2 separate regions of the Capra hircus genome follow, and region 1 is linked to region 2. The links are chromatin contacts, called in public Hi-C maps. All regions are on one chromosome and are shown on one strand. Each heading gives the region's core, a stretch centred on a gene start, on an enhancer-like site or on the middle of the called end of the contact. The rest is flanking DNA. Distances are from core to core; before and after follow the strand shown.

The links. A called contact is a pair of places that touch in the nucleus more often than the background predicts.
Region 1: a contact with region 2 is called in a Hi-C map of blood, with 1.7 times the contacts expected there. The contact joins the enhancer-like site here to the promoter of LMAN1L in region 2. A contact is called at or near these places in 3 of 5 Hi-C or Micro-C datasets (all in blood).

What each region holds. Positions count from the first base shown.
Region 1 is chr21:33,353,761-33,356,539 of ARS1.2, reverse strand. No RefSeq gene overlaps it. Among named protein-coding and RNA genes, the nearest start is that of CSK, 13 kb to the right of the region's middle. Within about 2 kb of position 1,364, at least 1 of the 5 cell types and tissues checked has an H3K27ac peak or open chromatin away from gene starts, as enhancers often do.
Region 2 is chr21:33,317,163-33,319,862 of ARS1.2, reverse strand. LMAN1L (protein ERGIC-53-like) reads left to right here and starts at 1,420. Exons shown (of 13, transcript XM_018066365.1): 1 at 1,420-1,720. The coding sequence starts at 1,543.

The DNA of each region.
Region 1 (2,779 bases), core at 115-2,614, 37 kb before region 2:
AGAGACCAAGAGCGGAGGGAAAGAGGGAAAGAAGTTGGCCACTCCCCTGTGTCTTTCCACCATCTCAGGGACTGAGGGAGGGGAAAATCAGAGACTTCACACATGTGCAAGCATGTACACACACATGGCATGAGCTCCAAGCACATCCCAGACAGCTGAATGGGTAGCCTGCTGTGGACCTCAGGCCTGAAGCTGGACACCTGCCTCTACCTGAAATTTTGGAATGTGCCTCTTGTAAAATGCTCCTTCTCCACCTGGGTGATCCAGTGGTTAAGAAACCACCTTCCAATGTAGGGGACACGGGTTTGATCCCTGGTTGAGGAACTAAGACCCTATACGCCACCAGGCAGCTGAGCCTGGGCCTCCACAACTAAGTGCTGGGTGCCACAATGAAAGATCCTCCTGACGAGACAAAGATCCCACGTGCTGCAGCTAAGACTCAACACAGCCAAGTAAATATTTTCTTAAAATAAATAGAATGCTGTTTCTTTTGTGCACAAACTTCAGGGCACACGTGTATGTGTGTCGTTGTGTATTTGTAAGCTCACGTGTGAGTATTCTTGGTGTGTTTATACTGAGAGCTGCTGAAGGACAACATCCAGTTCCTATTTTCCTCACTGTGTAATAATTTAATCAACAATCTTATGGGGCACGCTATATTATTTACCCCTTTTTACAGATAAGGAAGGGCTTGCCTGGTGGCTCAGCAGTAAAGAATCTGCCTGCAATGCAGGAGACTCTGGTTTGATTCCTGGGTTGGGAAGATCCCCTGGAGAAGGGAATGGCAACCCACTCCAGTCTTCTTGCCTGAAGAATCCCACGGACAGAGAAGCCTGGCAGGCTACAGTCCATGGGGTCACAAGAGACACGACGGAAGCGACTGAGCAGGCACACACAGATAAAGAAACTGAGGCACGGATCATCACATAAATTGTCCAGCAAGTAAGTGACAGAGACTCAAACCCAGGGGTGTGGGATGGCAAAGCCCGTGCCCTTAGCTCAACACTAGATAAATGTGCAACGAATAAATGAATAAGTGAGCCTTATGGCACAGAAGGGAAAACTGAGGTCTAGATAGGCACCTAGCAAGCTGATGTGTGTGAGTCTAGAAACCTAGCTGTCACCTTCCCAGGTGCAATCTCTGCCCCCATCAGGAGCCACCTCCCTCAGGACTGCAAGATACTGTCCCACTCCTGCCAGGCTCCAAAACAGTCCAGCAGGCAGGAGGTGGGAACGGGCAGGATCTCCTCTTTGCCATCCTGGGATGTGTCTGAGCTCTCCAGTCCCTCTCCTGGACCTGCAGCCCAAGGGAGTCCTGGCCTTGTCTGCCCTGCGCCCCCAGGGATGTACCAACGATGTGTCACAAGTGTGACCCTCTCCCCCTCCCCTCACCCAGAGAGGGCCCTAGGCCCCACCCTGAGGGCAGGTGGAAGTCCTTGTGCTTCCCCGCAGCTGTGCCTGTGCTAAGCCCGTGCTAAGCCCCTGCAGAGCCCAGGGGAGCAGCTGACCTGGGAAGATGCCAGGAGCTCTGAAATTCGCACACTCATCACACACAGGCCTGCTCCCTCCCACACCAGCGTCCCCTTTTAGCCTCCATCCCCCTCCCCACCCCCACCCACCCCCACCCCCCCCCCCCCGCAAAAAAAAAAAAAAAAGGCGTTTCCCTGCAAGGAGAGATGTGTAAGCCTAGGATACTGGAAAGCCTGCACCATGATCTGCCCTCCCAGGGGATGATGTGAAGGACCCACAGCTCACCCCGGTGCATGAAGCTGCCCCGACCATCTGGGGTCAGCACTGCCCCCCTGTGTTCCCCTCCTCCTGTGCTCCTCCCAGCACCCATATGCTTACATTCTGTTTGCCTCATGGGAGAAATATGTCTCTAATGCCAAGCTGAAAAGCTTCCTAGACACTTACTACAACTGTTTTCATCAAATTCTGCATTTCTCCCCCCCACCCCAGTAGCTGTTCAAAGGAAAGGTTCTTACGTTTCCCCATCTCCCCCTCCCCACCAAAGAAAGTTAGGCTTGTGATCCATTGGGAGGAAAGTTCCCCACCCACCTCACAGCTGTCCAGTTCTGCACCCCTCTTCCTGCCCCCCAGATGTTAGATCGGGTTCTGGCTCCTCCTGCTTGGAGCTGGAGCAGCAATAACGCATTCTGGCCTGACCCCTCGTGGCCACTCTGAGAAACACATGCTTCCCGAAGCCACTGACCCTCATCCGCAGTCCTGGGAACTCCACACCAAATAGAATCTCCCTGGTAGTTCAGAAGGGAAGGAATCTGCCTGCAATGCAGGAGACCAGATCCAATCCCTGGGTTGAGAAGATCCCCTGGAGAAGGGTATGGCTACCCACTCCAGGATTCTTGCCTGGAGAATCCCATGGACAGAGGAGCCTGGCAGGCTACAGTCCAGAGTCACAAAGAGCCAGACACAACCAACCAATCAACACTAACTAGGGAAAGGTGAGTTTATTTCACAAACACAGCTTCAAGACAGCCCTCAAGTCCTTCCTTCCCAGAAACTGTGGAGGATCCACCAAGAATGGCCAGAGGACTCTCCTCCCCACCACTTCCCCATCACTCCCTGGCCTGGTCTTCAGAGACACACCTAAAGTAGAAATTGCTTGTCCAGCTTCCTGATGGGAGTTCACTTCTGTTCTCTTACTTCCAGAGACAGGGAACTCACTTCTCCAACGCTGACTCATCTTTTCTGATCTGGAGCCCCAGGAACACTGACGGTGTAGACCCATCCCTGACCTCTCAGGACTCACACTGCTCAC
Region 2 (2,700 bases), core at 171-2,670:
CATGGGGCGCGGGGGTGGGGAGGGCAGGAGCTGGGAGGACTTAGGGGGTGGCAAGGAAGCAGGGCTGGAGGGGACCCCCCATTTCCATAGCTTGGCTGCCAAAAGGAAGGGGGAGAAGCGAGTGGAGGTGGTTGAGGGCTCAGTGTAGAGAAATGAAGTTCTTCTTTTAGCGTGTCCTAAAATTTTCCGTTTGCAGCCGTGGTTTTAATTAACTTGTAGAGCTTCAGTATCTTAATTCTACTGGGGGTTTACAAAGTACAGTAAAACTTAAGCTATCCAGAATTCTTGGAGGCACTCTGGAAAACCAAAATTTATTTGGATGAAAATATTTGAGATACAGGATTTTTCAGCTTTTTTTTTTTTTAATTCATTTGGCTGCTCCAGGTCTTGGCTGCACCGTGTGGACTCTTTCGTTGCAAAAGATGCAGGCTTCTCTAGTTGTGGCACGTGGGCATAGCTGCTCTGCAGCATGCGGGATCTTAGTTCTCCAGCCAGAGATCGAACCCACGTCCCCTGCATTGCTAGGCAGATTCCTAACCACTGGACCACCAAGGGGAGTCCCAGGATTTCTTATTTTTTCAAAACTTCTTTCATTATGGAAATTATCAAACATATAAAAGTAGAGATTAGAATACAAGGACCCCTCACGTCCCTACTACCCAACTTTAACAGTTATCAACTCAAGGCCAATTCTCTGCCATGCACACCCTGTTCCCCTCTTCCCACCCAAGTTTTAGGAGACTTGGAAGCAAATCCTAATGTTATATCAATTCATCCATAAAGCTTTAGTATAGTTCTCCAGAAGACGTAAGACTTAAAAAAGAAATTCTACCACAATACCATTATTATTCCTAAAAATTCTAACAAGAATCCCTTAATCAAATATCCAGTGTTCAAATTTCCCCATCTCATTTTTCCCCTCACAAGGTCCATGCGATGCATTTATTTGCTCTGTCTCTTGAGACTCTCTTTCTATTTTCACATAATTTATTTTTTTTATTCTCATATAATTTCTTCGTTGAGGAAACCACGTTGCTTGGAGGCATGAGTGTTTGGGAGTATGGGAGAGAGCTGAGAATCAAGGCAGTGAGAGCAGGACAGGGAAGGATGGGGGTGGTGGTGATGGCCAGACAGCAGGGACAGCCATCCGTGGGAAGGGGCCAGGATGCCGGGGCCCATCCCAGGCAGGGAGGAAAGTCAGAGCTGCTGATGGTGGCTCGTCCCAGTGATCCCGATGAGGCCCTGCAGCCGCGGGGACAGAAGGAAGGAGGAAGGATGGCCTGAGCCGAGGAGCTGGGCAGAGCTCAGGTTGGCAGGAGGTCAGGCTGCCTCATCAGGCTGGAGGTAAAGGGTGGGGCGGGGCCTGAGATCAGGCCTGAAAGGAACAGGATGTCTGTGCTGGGGAGGGAGGGAGAAGACAGTGCCAAAAACCCAGGTTCTGGGCCATCCTGGCTCCTCCCCACCTGGCCCCATCCCAGGAGCCCCTCCCTATCCTCCCAGCTGCAAATCCACCCTGGGGCCCGGCTACTAGTTCCCTTCGCAATGAGGGTGGTCCGTGGCCTGGATCCCTTGCTCTGCCTTCTGCTCCTCGTACTCCTGGACCCCCACAGCCCCGAGGGGGGCCATCTGCCTCAGCGAAGATTTGAGTACAAGCTCAGCTTCAAAGGACCGAGGCTGGCATTGCCTGGGGTTGGAATACCCTTCTGGAGCCATCACGGAGGTAAAATGTCGGGTGAGGACCAGCCTTGCCCAGTGTTCTTCAGAGCACGGGAGGGGCTGACCAGATCTGGGTGGCTGTGACTGGGTGGGGAGTGGGCCTGCCAGTACAGCCACTGCCAAGACGGGGCCAGGCCTGGAGCAGACAGTGCCAGGGGCCCCAGGACCCCCCAGCCGACCTGTCTCCTGCCCCACCACCACAGCCCCACCCCTACCTGTCCGCCTCAGCTTCTCCTGTCTGCCTCTCCCCTTCTCTGCCCTGGGACTTCTCTCTCCTTCTCTTCTTGCCTCTCCTTGGAGATCCCTTCACCACCCTGCCTCATGGACCTGTGCACACACACACACCTGCTCATAGGCTCAGACTCACAGACGCAAGGCAGCTTGGATCAGCACAAGCCGATCCTCTGGCGCTACACCGTCAGGCCGTGGCTGTCCAGGAGACCTGGGGCAGCCTGGAAGGAGGCAGCCTCGTGGCTAGCTGTTTCACCAGAGAGGGTCCCAGCCCTGCCCTGTGCATGTGTGTTGGGTGGAAGCAAGCACAAGAGCATCTTAGCCCGTACATTGTATTCAGGGCCTTCCAAACCCAGACCTACAAACAATGTCTTCTACTCGGTCTTGTTCTAAAAAGATTTTCGAGGACTTATATGGACCTATGCAACTGAGAGGAATTTAAATTTGGAGTAAGCCAGAAGAATGAGACATAGTGTTAGGACTGAGGCATGAAATGAGTCCGAGAACATGGCTTACTGCCAAAACATATGCTGTGAAGCCTTCCCACTCTTCAGAGTTGAGCCATGAACCGGGTTTAGAGCCTCCTAGCAGCCAAACCAAAGAGAGAAAGCAGATCCATTGTGTATTTCTGTGTCTATGAGATGTAATGTCTGAAAAACAGCATCATTCCTAAGACCACAGCAAATATCCCTTTAAGAAGACAGGCCCTCTTAGCAGGGTTTTAAGCCCAGTTCTCCCTCACAAAGACCCAGG